2 separate regions of the Zea mays genome follow, and region 2 is linked to region 1. A link is a contact called in public Hi-C data. All regions are on one chromosome and are shown on one strand. Each heading gives the region's core, a stretch centred on a gene start, on an enhancer-like site or on the middle of the called end of the contact. The rest is flanking DNA. Distances are from core to core; before and after follow the strand shown.

What was found. A called contact is a pair of places that touch in the nucleus more often than the background predicts.
Region 2: a Hi-C map of leaf shows a contact between it and region 1, with 2.4 times the contacts expected there. The contact joins the promoter of LOC100285707 here to the promoter of LOC541993 in region 1. A contact is called at or near these places in 3 of 25 Hi-C or Micro-C datasets (bundle sheath, leaf and tassel).

The regions. Positions count from the first base shown.
Region 1 is chr10:82,015,947-82,023,613 of Zm-B73-REFERENCE-NAM-5.0, reverse strand. It overlaps LOC541993 (androgenic embryo 3), which reads right to left and starts at 3,245. Exons shown (of 2, transcript NM_001111644.1): 1 at 3,135-3,245; 2 at 2,615-3,006. The coding sequence starts at 3,240. The coding sequence ends at 2,786. It overlaps LOC100276076, which reads right to left and starts at 6,770. Exons shown (of 4, transcript NM_001149956.2): 1 at 6,462-6,770; 2 at 6,219-6,331; 3 at 5,066-5,235; 4 at 4,017-4,720. The coding sequence starts at 6,765. The coding sequence ends at 4,285.
Region 2 is chr10:82,420,497-82,428,163 of Zm-B73-REFERENCE-NAM-5.0, reverse strand. It overlaps LOC100285707, which reads right to left and starts at 5,121. Exons shown (of 2, transcript NM_001158598.1): 1 at 4,551-5,121; 2 at 2,813-3,392. The coding sequence starts at 5,011. The coding sequence ends at 2,930.

The DNA.
Region 1 (7,667 bases), core at 1,996-4,495:
CATTCCAGTTTCTAAAATTTTGTAATATTATTCTCTATCACATAGAGTCTCTGTTTTGTCATGAAAACAACAGTAAAAATAAATTCTCACTTAATCCTATTTTAAGCACATAAAACCTTTGGAAATTCATATCTTAAAATCTATAACTCCAAAAATTATGATTCCTGTTCCTAGGACTTTATTTTAATGTGTAGATTATTACTGTGTATTTTGTTTATATGTTTGGTGTGATGTTCATTTTCTCTATATATACTATGCTTGTTTGTATTGTGGCGAGTAGAAGAGCCCGTGACTGAGGATCCGGGTGAGCAGCAGATAGAAGTAGCTGAGCAGGAGCTCATTGAAGGCAAGTTGTGCCCTTGACCACTTTTTACCCAATAATGTTCTTTAATGTCACTTACTCATGCATAGGTTTAATTTTGATGGGACCCGATAGGTCACCCTAGATTGTTTATCTCATTACCTTGTTTACCCCTGAATCACTTGGGTAGTTTGCTATTGCTTTACATGGTTCTGGGATAATCATTTATTATATCTAAGTTCCAATTCTTTTGTTATTATATTTATGTTCATGTCAAGATCATTAATGTTAATTGGAACATAGAGCTTAACTTGAGAAACATGTGCCACCACAAGGGAGGAATGGAACCCCTTGGCTAACTAATTAGGAAAGCTAGTGGAAGACTACCTTACCTGAAAGGAGCAAGGGCAGTAGGGGAGTTGCATGCAAGGAGGTTCTCGGGTTGATTTTGCTACGATGGTGGTCAGACGGGGGATTCTTGCAAGTGCTCTTCCCATAAACTGTAGCGGGTTTTCGGAAGCTAGTGGAACTTTGTAAAGGCGTCGTAGTGTTTCCCTGCCTTGCTTCCTAGGTAGAGGTGTATAGGAGTCGTGATCCCTTGGCAAATGGGTAACATGACTTGTGGGTAAAGGGTACAACCTCTGCAGAGTGTAAAACTGGTATACTAGCCGAGCTCACGGTCATGAGCAGCTCAGGACTCTCTGATGATTAATTTATGGAACTTAAATTCAATTTTATCATTTGCATATGCATGGGATTATTATTAAATTTTGTTCTATTACTTTATTTAAGGTTTGGTATTTACTTACATCTAGTAACTGCTAATAAAATTTTGACCAACTAATTAAAAGCAATGCTCAGCTTTAACCCCTGTTGTTGACTAGCCTTACACATCACATGAACTCCCATCTTTGGTGAGTTCATGCCCACTGGTTCCCCACAATTTGTTGAGCTATGATCATGTGTGAGCTCACCCTTGCTGTCTCACACCCCCACAGGAGAAGAACAGGTGGTTCTGGAAGAGCCACAAGGCGAGGAGTTTGATCTGATCTAGATGGCATTTCCCCAGTTGACTTCTGCGTCAAGGACGATCCTTAGTTCGTTTTATATTTATATTTTATTTTGTAATAAGACTTCTGCTATGTAATAAATACTCTGATTATTGTGACATTTATCTCTATACACTCTGTTATTATATATGTTATCTTCTTGGCGTATGTATGAGATGCACCCGGCTTTGTTCCTTAAAGACGGGTGTGACAGTTTATCAATCTGGCGTCGATCTGGCGGATCTGGTCGAAGAAGCCGACGTCGTAGACGCCGGAGGCGTCGGCGAAGTGCAGGACGCCGGCGAGTCGGTGCTTCTCGACGTGCGCGAGCGCGGCGTTCCGCTGCACGTGAGCCTCGGTGTCGGCGGTGGTGAAGTTGTCCTCGGGCTTGAAGGCGAGGTGCCTGTACATGATGTCGGTGCCGCGGAGCACCTCGGCGGTGGCGGGCGCGTCGGCGGCGGGCTCGACGACGACCCAGACGACGGGCGGGCTAAAATTTGAGTTAAACTACTTGAGAAAGTATTGGAATCTAATTTTTACCTCTCAATTATGTGTGTCCTTGATCTAACATGTAGCTATTATGATATATATAAACCGTAGCAATGTGCAAGTATTGTACTATCATATAGAGAAGTCTGTATGATATTAAAGGTTGCAATGTAGTGGTCTCGTTGCAACGCACGGGCACTCACCTAATATATATATAAAAGTGAAGGAAAAGGTGTGTTGCTTGGCGAGATAACCGTCACATCCATTGGGGGATTGAGCATATGTCATATTTTCCAATAGATGTGATGCGGTGTGGTTAGGGGTGATAACGGGCTCTAGATTTTACACTACAAAATGTAAGCAAAATTTAAGGATCGAATCGGATTATAATCAGCCTCTATTTGTATTCATTTTTGAACTAGAATTTTTAAGAGTCTCAAGGAAAAATTTGGATCGCCCGCATTGTGGTAAGGTCCAAGGTGATGTGTTGTGTTTATTTTGCCATTAGAGGATACAATCGGGTCATGAGAGGATGCAATTCGAGGCAACGGTTGGGCGGAGCTAGGGCAGAGGCGTCGTGGCAAAGTGGTCGTTGGTAACACTGTGGTCAGGAGAGGGTAGGAATGAGATCGCGGCGGCGTGAGGTGAGGTAGCGAGAGCCGCCGACCACCGGTAGTGGAAGCGCGGTCGAGGGGGCGGAGAGGAGGAGGCGGCGTGAGGTGGAGCAGTGCGCATGCATGATTGGTGAGGGCGGGGCGCCGGGGCCAAGGGTGCTATAAAACAATTTTTGGATACTCCTGGTCCTGGTTTAGCCCAATATCTATCGTACGATTATTCTCAGTTGCTATCAAGACTGCATCTTTGGCGATTGCCTCTCTAGTACATCTTCATCCAATAACACAACCATGGATCATGTATGAACTGGAGACTCGAAGCTCATCATCGTCTAGCAGTTCGTCTTGCAAGGGCAGTTGGCGGCGCACTCCGGCAACGACGCCCAGCACAGCTTGTCCTTGCTGCAGCAGAACAGCGCCGACGAATAATGGGGATTCTGGTTATTGTAGTGGCACCCGTTGAATATGTCGTTGTCCTCGTCGACGATTGCCTCGTTGCCGCCGCCGACGACGACCGTTGTCTTGCTCTTCCTGCCGTCGTCAATGCTCTGACCTGAACATCGCAAACAGACATGTAATCGATCTTCTCCATGTCCAAGGAAAAGGAACAGATGAACCGACGACGGGTACAAACCGAAACGTATATGGCCAAAATACGAGACTGAGTCGTGCACTACTTGCCGCTGATGGGTGTAGGACTCGCAGAGACGAATGCCAGAAGAACCAACGCAAGCAGGAAGAGTACTTGGCATCTGCAGCTGTGGCTGCGCTTCACGGATGTCGCCATTGTGACTGGGTGTGTTGAGGGTTGAGTACTACCGGCTGCTTCACCCTGCAGCCTGCAGGGTTGGTCTGGTTTATATAGCAGGAAAGATTAGCATGAGATAAATGCGCGGTATCCTGGTGGCTTCTTTCATTTGTCATTATTTAACGTTCGACTTCAATTTACCTCTAAACAAGGCAGTAAACCATTAATTCATTCAAATGCTACCTCGGTCCAACTTAAAATATAGTCTGAGTTATTAGGATAACTCTAGATGTTTGTTTATTTTACCCAAACTTAAAAAAATATTTTATTCCTAATTTCAAGTGTAGCTCGTTTAGTGCGAAATCCTTTTTGGATTGCCATATTCAATCCATTGGTACACGGAGACTCGTCTAAGGCTTTAGAGTTCAGCATATACGCGAATGCACTCGGCATGTACGCACATGGGAATGCGTAATCAGGAGACGTTAAAATTATCTTCAAACCAATTCTGTTCGCTGCAGCTTTAAACCAGTTAAACCAGCTGTTCGAACGCTACTGCTACAATTCAGAGATAAAATACTGTAAAAAAATAGAATCAGTTTCGGAATAAAAACTAGCACCGGCTGACACGGCGTTGCGTGCTCTGACAAGAACTAGATGAACTGACCACACAGGCGGAGCAGCTGTGATCTTGTTTGTTCTGTGTTGAAAACTTGAGATGCTGTTGGGGCAACTGCTGATAGGATCATAGGAGTCAGATACAGAAACTTTCCAATGCTTATATGCTGGGAGCTGTATACTTGGATCACAAGAACAGAAACAGACAACATCTTTTATCTATTATCTATCGTGATTCAATTACACATGAGGCTTGAGACAAACACTATGCAATGGCATCTATAAATAAGTCACGTTACAATCGTCCGGACCAACCCCTTCATCACAAACTACAGTCTTTCGGCATCTTGTGCATCTATACCAATCAACCTCTGTTTCATTAACAGAGTGCTATGTTTCTTTTTAGTTCAGAATGTACCATATATCTAATAACAGAGGCACAGGGCCGAAGCAGCTTTAGCACACTCAGTCTTTATCATTGACGGCTTCTTCAGAGTCTCTTAGCCACTCACGAAGCTTCAGCTCCTGCTCTTCTTTGAACTTGTTGTAAGCCTCCACTGTTTCCGAGACGCCGGTAGCAGGCAGGCTACGGTTTGCGGCCGTACCCTCTGACAACCGACTTGAAATGGGGAGCTCATCCTTCTCTGTATCTGGTGTAGATGCACCTTGCCCACCAGCTTGTGGCGATTCCAGGGCAGAAGACGACGCCGAGTTCTCGCTAGTATCATCTTTTGTTGCAAAATTAGGCTGCGGCCACCTGAGACCCGATGCCTTTTGCTTCGCCGTGTTGAACATTGAAGAGAGGTAGTTCCTGCTGCTACTTCCATTGGTAGAGCCCAGTTCGTCCCAAGTTCCTGAGCTTTTCCTTGACTGGAACCCCCAACTGGGGTTTTGGATCAACCTGATAGCAATGAAAGTTGTCTTAAAACAAACCATACAAGATGACGTTCAGCCAAAACAAGATATGTACAACAGGGCATTATGGGTTTGACAAGTGAAGTTCTATAGTAGTTTATTGGCTAAGAAGCAAGATCCTGGTTTGGAACCTAACTGGAGAGCTTATGCAAAAGATAATTAACTTCAGACTATATATAGAAGATATGAAGTTGGACTGCTCTTAAATGAATAAGGCAAAAAGGCCAAGACATTTTAGTCATAAAAAAGGTGAAGAAAAAAGTCTAGCATACTTGTAAAGCTAATAATCGTAAAAATAAAGTAAAGTTCCCAAGAATTAGTATATCTGTACCCTCTCTTTGGCTGGGTCTTTGACATTATTTGCAGTGATCTATTTATGTCCTTGATCATGTCATCAGCAAGTGGAAGTCCAAAATCAGCCATGGATCTCACAGCGCAAATAGAATCCTCCATGTCTTCAGTGTGCAATGTCACCTCACGCGTCTTCTCTACGAGCTTACCCTGATGACAGAAACAAAACTTGTGTTAGATCAAAGATCATGAAATGCAGCATCTTGATTTGTTGTACCAACTACCAATAGCAGACCACACCAACAGACGGTTCAGCAGATTTACCAGCAGCAAGACAAATATTACTTTGTTTGCTACAGAATTGTATTTGACTAATTCAGATGATAGTATGGCCCGTTTGGTTCCATTAGTCCTATGACTAAAGTTTAGCTCAAAGACTAAACTTTACTCCCTACCTTGTTTAGTTGTAGGGACTACACATATTCTAAACATTAAATGCAACACAAAAATACCAAAATACCTCTTTTCTTGTTTCACACCAGTTTTCTAGGCAAGGACAATTGGAGTAAATGTTGCCCTTTAGTCCCTTTTAGCACCCATGTGAGGGACTAGAACCAATTAGTCCCTACTTTAGTCCTTCCTTTTGGCAAAATTGAGACTAAACGGGACTAAAGATTAGTCCCTCTAACCAAACGGGCCTACATCTTATCTTACACTAAAAAAGTGGCACAAATTTGTGCTCATAAAGCCATTAAAAACAGTGAATAGTTTTCATGAAACTATATCCTGCAATCCTACACCACTGGAAACCTAGTTGCTAATCAAGCACAACACTAAAGCTTAACTGTATCCAAACTAAACCATATAGATACCCAACAGCAAGAAATTATATTAGACCAAGCACTTGAACGGTATCATGGTAATCTAGTAAGGATGTGCATAAACTCAAATCTGCGATGCAACCAACTAACAAGCTACTAGATATGCACACCCTAATTTGCTAGTAATGCAGCAAAGACACACAAAAGAATATCTTATTCTTTTCAGCTTGTCTCCCAATAAAGCACAAATCTTTGATTTCATCCATCCCTTGGGTGATATGCTTTCCTTACAGACAAATCGCCTCCTAATCCCCCAAAGCACAGCTCAACATGCGCAAAGGGAAGGAAGCGAAGCAAGGCCAGGCGGTGGACCTTGACGTCAAGGAGGAGGGGCATGGAAGCCCGGGCGTGCTGCTGGACGAAGTAGAGCCCGACGGAGGGCTCGTTGGCGACGTACTTGATCATTCCGTCCACGCCGTCCTTCACTGCACAGCCACCACCAGACGACCCAGGAAACAGGCGAAAATCATGCGGTAAGCGAGGTGCTCGACGGGAATCCCAGAAGAGTAGCGAGAATGAGAACGGGGGAGGGAGGTTGGTCGTCACGGTTACTACCGCGCAGGAAGCCGTCGGCGGGGGAGAGCGGCAACGACGACGCAGCGGCGGCGGAGGAGGAGGAGCGGTTGTGCATGTCCGCGCCCGCCGGCCGCCGACCATCACGGACTCGCCGCCGACCACTCAGCGAGGGGTTCTCAGATTCGCCGCCGCGTCGGAGAACGAACAGATGCGAAAAAATATCGATTTGGGAGCCTCCCCGTCTAGAGCTCCCTCTTTCTCTATCCTGCGGGGATGGAGGCCGAAGAACAGACAAATTATTGTGCTCGGTGCTCCTAACAGCTGCAACTACCCCGCGCACCATGGTCCATGGTGTTACCGGAAAATTAGGATTTTCAAGCATAATTTCCTACTTGTGCAATTCTTTTTTTTAACAAACTCCTGTAATTCTTCTTTGATAACGGGCTTGTTTGTTTCAGCTTCTGACCGTCAGAATCAGCTCGCTTTTGTGAGAATCGTTTTTAGTGAAAACCATCTAAAATTAACGTAAATATAGAATCTGCAGAGCCATCATGATAGTATGCATATCGTGATAGTATGCATCCGTCACTATCTTGATCTTAAACTCTATAAAATCATTTATCTTTCTATATATGTAATCCTCGTGACACTTAGATTTCTCTACAGAAAAACTGAAATGAACAGGGTCTATAAAGTCTCACCAAAGTTCTTGTTTTCTTAGAGCAACCTCAGTCGCCAAATCAATATCAGCAAAGGAGCGAATTGGATTTGTTTTTGTCGTTTGGGCCCCGTTTGAGTGTAGGAAACTTTCCTGTTTCATCTGTTTTTCTATAGAAATAACTGATTTTCATAAATTTTCTGTATAGTTTCTGCAAAATCCCTACTCCTACATTTCAACGAAGCTCTTCATAAATATATATGACGTATTTATTTGTCTTCAAATGCGTCGTGTTAAATTGGCACAAGTAAAAGTTTATTTTAAGTTGTACTCATGTATATATAGAATATGATTTACATGGCAAGTAACAATATTGTCTAGATTAGAGGGCGTAACCTCAAACTTTACATGCTAGGTAACAACATTACCAAGATTAGAGGCATGACTCTTTCTGTCGGTGTTTTGGGTCCGACCACACACCTGGGGTTGCCTCTCAAGGTGTTTTTTAGGAGTAGGACGGTGTTACCGACTGTAGCTCAATGGTTCGTGCCGGATGCACGAGAAATAGTAAACAATGGTTTACAGTT
Region 2 (7,667 bases), core at 3,872-6,371, 400 kb before region 1:
AGTATTCATGCAATGTATTGACGGTTTCATTAAGTGAACCGCCAGTATATATATATTTCCACTGGCGGTGTACTTAATACAGCCGCCAGTGTATATACATTATTTCCACTGACAGTTTAGTTAAGTGAACCGCCGGTGTATATGATATTTCCACTGGCGGTGTACTTAATACAGCTGTCAGTGTATATACATCCTTTACACTGACGGTTCAGTTAAGTGAACCGCCAGTGTATATGATATTTCCACTGGCGGTTTACTTAATAAAGTCGCCAGTGTAAATACATCATTTATACTGACGGTTTTGTTAAGTGAACCGCCAGTGTATATATATTTACACTGCCGGTTCGTTAAGGTGGGTCCGCCTGTTTTTTTCACTGGCGCGCTGTAACTGAAACCGGCAGTATAAATTTCTGCGTACCGCCACCTTAGAGCTCTTTTCTATAGTGGATTGTGAATTAGCCAATAAAATAGCTAGCTATTAGGGACGCCCTTATACCTTAGCCCGTCCATCGTCGAGATGCGCTGTCACTGTTGGCAAGCCTTGCATGACTGCACCGAAGCCGAGAGCACCGACTGGGCACACCGGCACACGTCGCCCAGCAATCAGCGCATTGGTTTTGCACATCTGAGCTCTCCACTCCAGCATAGTGATATCTAATCCCCAATTTTCCAGTTTTTTTATTGTGATTTTTACTTATTGAAGATGCTATAAAATTATATATATCCTTAGATATAATTGTATATAAAAAATTTGTTCCGGCACACAATGTATAAAGAAGCAAATGCTAGGTCCACCCGACCACCCACTGTGGCACTGTCCTGTCTCCTCAGCCAGCCTCACCTTCTCGCTCTCACCAGCGACCCCGCCGCCTCTACGCCGACGATGATGTCACGCGGGCACACCAATCAAGGTGGCGACGCAATGCGTTCGTCGTCATCGGCGCGCGGCAAAGACTGTGCATGGGAGCCGGGAGCGCTAGCTTCTTCCTTGGCTTCAGGGTTCACCGTTTGACGACGGGGGCCATGCATGGGCGGCACCTAGAACTCGCTAACGTTCTTTTCCTTTCGCCGTCAGAACCACGCGCCAAAGGAGCGTAAATACGCGGACAAAAGTCACAGAACCAAGATCCAATTCATACTAAAACCAAACAGGCTGTATAGGGAGAGGATTGTATCGATGACGACAACTGGATGGTGGAGAAAAGGTGAACGTGAGAAGACTCAGATTTAGGGGCCTTTTGCTTCGGTGTCCCACTTGCCACAGTTCATCCTCGACTAAGATTAAATAGGTTTAAATAAGATAGACATATACTCCCTCCAGTGCAGTAAAGGTAGTCGTTTAGGACATGATTGTGCATACCAAGGAGTGATTAATTATCATAGAGTTTTCCCTGTTTGCCCCTATTAAATAGAGATATGGGTGCATTAACGTCACTAAAATAATTAGGCTTGATTGGTTGCTGCAGCAGCTCCAAGGCATTCTAGACTAGAGGTCTCAAGTTCAATTCCTCTTGAATGCATCTTTTTTTGTGCAATTACTAGGGGCAACAACGTCCAAATCCCAGACCCATGCGCGCTATGACTTCTTTTTGTGCACGCTCGGTCACGCGCAGCATGACTTCTTTTGCTGCACCGGAGGGAGTATTTAGTTTGTAGCTAGAGTTGCGATAATATTTTCCTCCTCTGCATAGCTCCCACTCATCAATGGCTTACAAAAGTTTGTCAAATAATCTTATAGACGTGGCTGTATCGTAGAATTTAAGTGTCTAAACTTAGACACGTGTATACATGTACAAACGGGTCGTCCAGTCTGGCCCGGTTTGGACCCGGCTCACCAGGCACGGTTTGAAAACTGGGACAGACCTTCCAAGCCCGTGGGCTTAATTTCTTGCACGAGTCCGACCCAGTGAGCACGAAAAAAGCGGACCGAAAAGCGAGTTAAACAGGCCAAAAGCGAGATAACATGAAACAGGCCAAAAGCGGGCCTAGCATTAAACGGGCTGAGCAGGGCCAACGCGCCGAGGTCATTTTTTTTGTCTGGGTCTGACCCGCTTATTTATACCGGACCGGACTGGACTCTTACCGAGCCAAAAACAGGCTACGGGCCGGACTTTAGGGGGTTTTCATGCTTTTTGTACATTTATAGACAAGTATGGTATAAAATGTTTTACAAATTTTGACACCTTAGAACCAAACAGCCCTTAGAGCATCTCCAAAAGACTCTTCATTTTTTACTCTCTATTTGACTATTTATTTACGTTTTTATAAAGATTACACTTTATATATAGCATCTCAGTCCAGCAGACTATCTATTAGTTTGCCTAGTCATGTGGCTAGCCAAATTTAACTAGTGAGAGAGCCAATTTAAAGAGTTAGATAGCTTACGAGTCATATAGCTAGTCTGTTGGAGATTTATTTTGCTATTGAGTAGCTAAAATTTGGCTTAGCGGTTTATTTAGCTAGTCTCTTAGAGATGCTCTTAATGTGGGGACATCCAAGAGCATGGCCGGATTCAGAGAATCCCGACCGAGCTCGACGGGCACCAGACCGACCGACCGTCCGATCGTGCCAGCACGCACGTCACATGGTACAGTCAAACCTCCCGATCTAGCTAGCTAGCCATATAAACAGCCACGTAATTTCAACGCCATGCATCGTTTGAAATGGTCCACACGGTAAGGATAGCGCTCAATTGCTTGAAGGCCGCCGCACGATCGACGACGTGCACGGACAGACTGCCCACGTACTGCAAAACCGAAATTATCGACACGTGGGTTTTTTTTCTCTCTCTAGAAAACACACGAGGGAAAAAGATCATGTCTCCGATGAATTTACCTATCAAGAACACTGTAAATGATTGTTACAATTTACCAATCGAGTTTACATCTCATTTACAACGTATATTCATGCGGTCTCAACTCTCAACCAGTCATGAAGCATCGTGGAGGGCCCTGAACTCGATGCCCTCGACGACGAGGCCGCGCTTGGGGTACCAGCCGAGCACCTCGAAGCTCGCCTGCACCACGCAGACGTCGCCGCCGCCGCCGCCGCTTTCCACGGGCGGCGTGCGCAGGCGTCCCATCTCCATCTCCTCCCACCCGTCAGCCCGCAGGCTCGGCCTCCTCGCCTCCTCCCCGGCGCCGCGGCCCCTGAACTTGCGCGCCTCGGCGTCGTCGGGGCGGAGGCACACGGCGTGGCGCGCGACGACCCGCCCGCCCACGGCCACGGCCGTCTCCTGGTCCGGGTAGCTCAGGCCGCGGTAGGCCCCCTCCGGCGCGGTGCCGTACACCAGGAACGCCGCGTAGACCGTCGCCGGCGTCAGCGCGGCCAGCGGCAGGCTCCCGTAGATGTCCAGGCACGTGCAGTCCACCAGCTCCGCCACCTCCGCGAACCTGCGTGCGTGCGAAAAGATCATCAATAATCCACCACCGCCACTGCCGCCGCGTGCTTCAGTATTTTAATCGTCCACGGAAAACAGGGATATCATATCATATATCATACCGTATCGTATCATAATTAACCCAAATACAAAAATAGTTAGTTAAGGGATTCGATGTTGTTTATTGGCTGGTGCGGTGCCTGGGGGGGTGTACATGTGATCCACGCCAGCGCGCGGGCGGCCGGCCATCGTTGTCGATGGTCGTCGTCGACGGCGCTGACGACACACGTCACACTGGAAGAACGAACGACGAACGAGTACTGCCGAATGCTCAAGTACTCCGATCCGATCTGCACCGAAGCCGCCGTACCACTTGAGGAAGCCAGCCAGCCTGACGACAAATGGACGGAGCAGCACGCATGCACACGTACGGGTATGGGGCTACCGACGGCGGCGTACGGCGCCGGGCCACACAGGTCGTCAGGAAACGTGCACATCAACAGCGGCGCCGGCGCCGGTCGCTGTTGGGCACATCGCGGAGGAAGAATATAATAATTAATCTACTCTTTTCTATACCACTAGCTAGCTTCAACCGTTCTGGAAGATGTGACGACGACCGGTTCCATTGGAAACGTGTGGGTGCTGCCGTGCCGGCCTCTCGTCCACCCGTGTCAGTGTCTCGTGTCCACTGGTGGATGCCGCTTTTCTTCTCCGCTCCGCGCGCATGGTTGAGGTAGTAGAAAGGTAGAGGACGACGACGGACAATGACCGGCGGCCGGGGAGCTAGCTAGCTTGTGTCGCTCAAAGTCACTAGTGGATGCAGCTGCGTGCGTGCGTGCTCGCCGTCGCCGGGACGACTACGATGAATGCATCAGATGAGAATGGCCTTGACCTTGCTTATGGCTGCCATGGGGACTAGCTAGCTTGATGTCTGCTAGCTAGCTCCTACGCGTACTAACTAAGCTATTACGTCGCTGCCACGGCCGGGGAGTATATATGACGCTACACGCAAATGGAATGACGAGAAATGTAATACAGAAAGAACTGATTGAAGCAGCCAAATTTTAATTGGGTTGCAGGAATGGATATTTTCGGAGAAGAGAGATAGAGAGCATGACGGCGCGCGAGGACGATGGAGCGGGTAGTTGGGAGCAGCAGCTAGCTAGCGAACCTGGAGCGTGGGTGGTGCGTGAACCTCCAGGAGAACTCGCCGTCGTCCCAGGGCAGGCTGAGCCTGCGAGCCGACAGCGCGTAGCACGTGGCGCCGCTGGCCCTCTCCAGCCACACCCTGCACCCGCTGCCGTCGACGGCCACGGCGCCGGCAGCGTCGCAGAGGCTGAGGTAGGCGTCCTTCTTGCTGAGGCCGCGCACGGTCGCCGCTGGGTGAGCCGCCTGCGACGGCGGAGACACGCGGCGGCTGTCCAAGTGGTCCTCAGCCGCCTCGAGCTGCTCGGGGAGGAAGGCGCGCCAGACCTGGTCGGAGTCGGCGGCGGCGCGGAAGGCCGGGGACACGGCGGCGCAGCGGCAGGCGTCGCGCGGGGAGGTCCGCGCGATGGCCTGCGCCAGGCACACCTCCGGCAGGTCGCCCACCTGGGTCTCGCTGGTCGTCCGTGCAACCGCCGCCTCCTCCATATCTGAAGACGCTCGGGTCTTGAGGCTCTCGTTCCTCGACAGGCACACTACACCTACACAATCGCCAATAGTCGCAATCGCTATGCGTGCTGGCAAACGCCAAGCTAGCTACCAAACCTGACGACAGCCTTATATATATATGGAGAGTATTTGACAGCACCCGTACGTGGGGGCGGGACTCCTTTCAATCTTCGCCGCACCAGCACCGCGCGGCAGAATAGACCCGGCCGGCCCGTCGGTTTGCCATGCGTGCATGCTGCACATGTGCCTGAGCGGAGTGGCTTATAAGTAGAGATGGCAACCAGAAATTTTTCATCCCAGATGTTAGGATATGTTTAGTTCAGTGTCTAACTTGTCATATTTTTTTTTTAACTTTTTTTTACTAAGCTTAGTTATTAAATTCAGACGACTAAACTTAGATAAAATATGACACATTTAGACACGAACCAAACATGCCTTTAGCTTTCCAATCCTGTACTCGTGAGCTATGTCTCCACAATGAAATTTTTTTCCCTACGAGGATCTTCACGAACATTTATGGAGGACATTTCTTCCTTATTCTCATTCCCCATGGGAATAAATCTTCGTCGGAGATCTCCGTCCCCCGTTTAAATTATAATTAGAATATAATTCGTATGTTATTAATATAAAATATTGCCACTTATGCACATTGTTATATACTTATGCACATTGTTAGATGTAAAAAAATATTATGTATACATAAAAAAACATATTTATATAATGAGTGATCTCTTGATAAGATAATTATTTTTTATCTTTAATTAGTATATGAAATGATCGTCAAATGTAAGTTTAATGAGCCCTATAAGGAATGGATTCTTAATCCATCCCCCGTTTACCTGCCAAGGAAATATTTTTCCTAATTTACATCTCGTAGAAAACAAACTTCTTCACCCTCATTTTCTAACAAAAAAAATTCGCCGTGGAGAAATCGTGAATGGGATCCCTGTTGCCATCTCTCTGCTTCTAATGCCGCCGACAACGTTGCTGTCCAAGCGCTTTCGTCTGCGCCGTGTTTAGGGAAAAAAAATGGAAAAATTCCTGGTATGCCATCAGATTTTATAGTCATTCCTTGTGTGCCACTGAGTGGCATATAGGTATATTTTTCTGTGTGTATGACATGTGGGGTCAGTGGCACACAAGTAACGAGTATATTTTCCGATGGCATACAGGTAATTGGCCCAAAAAAAATGTATATCGCCCTCGCCCTACGTCCTTTTCATCTAGAAGCTCGCCTTGGAATATCGCAACTGAAGGAAGAAGATCCCACAAGCAAGCAAGCGGGGATTCGATTCGTTCCCCGTGGGCGTGGCTAATAATCAAAACTGTGCACATAGAGATGTCTTCACCTTAGCAGCCCGTTTGGGTTCGAGAGAAGTAGATTTTAGTTACGTTAACATCGGATATTTGATTACTGGTTACAAATATTAAATACAGTTTAATTATAAAAACCAATTAGAGATAAAAACTAAATGGTAAGACACGTCTATATATTATGTCTGGCCTTGTTTGTTTCTGTCGGATTGGTGGTCAGAATGATTCCTATCTGGATTGATTCTCTAATTTATATAAACTTTGATTAAGTGGAACGATTCCAGGTGCAATCCGACACAAACGAACAAGGTCTAATTAGGTTATGATTTGCTCATGTTTGCCAATTATAGATTAATTAGGTTTGATTAATTCGTCGCATCGTTTAATTATAATTAGTTAGTTTGTAAATATGCTAATACATCTGTTCTCGAATATTTGTCACTCGCTAGTTCATTTTTAAACTAAACCATGACAAATAAAAAAGAACATAGAAAGTATATAATTAGTCTTTATCACAATTGACATTCAGATATCCGATGTGACACAGATTCCAAAACCTCTAATTGTTGTCGGTCGTCTTTATTTGAGTATTAACGCTATTTTTTTATTTTGGAGCTAGCTAGACAAAAAAAAAGAGTCCTAACGAATTCCAAGAGATCCCGGTGGCCTTATCATCATCATCACAACACTACGCGACGGATACCAAACCCAACGCGTGGGCCGGCCGGCCTCACAGCCACACGAGATTCGTTTCACACGCTTGATTAATCCGTCCATGTTTATCACGTCCAGGACAGACAGTGCTCGATTTTGTTGGTGTTCTCATTTTTACCTTTAGTCGTATTTTTTTTCTTAGTCATCAAGCTCCCGTTAAGCATCTGCTAGCCACGGTACGCTCTAGGCTCTCAAATCAATCTCACTCCATATTGTGCAAGGAGCCAAGGAAGTCGTATTATACACTATTTATCATATTTTATGTTTACATGTCAACGTACGACTTCAGGGAGCTGCAGGGTTGAGAAATACGGTTGCGTCTTTGAATTTTGTCCGCGTTTTGTTGAAAACTTTTGGAGATGGAGGCGAAAAGTTAGCAGAAAGGATGTATATATGAAAGTGACAGCTCGGAATGCGGTAGAGATGGCAATAGGGCATCGTTCTCTCATCCGCGGTGGTGAATTATTCTACTAGGGCTATTTTAGGAATCCTATTTTTAAAGAGATTTTTATTTTTTTAAATAAAATTAGTTCATTTTATTTTGGAAAAATAAAAATCCTTTGAAAAAATAGAGTTCTCAAACTAGTCCTTAGAAGGGCTAGTTTGG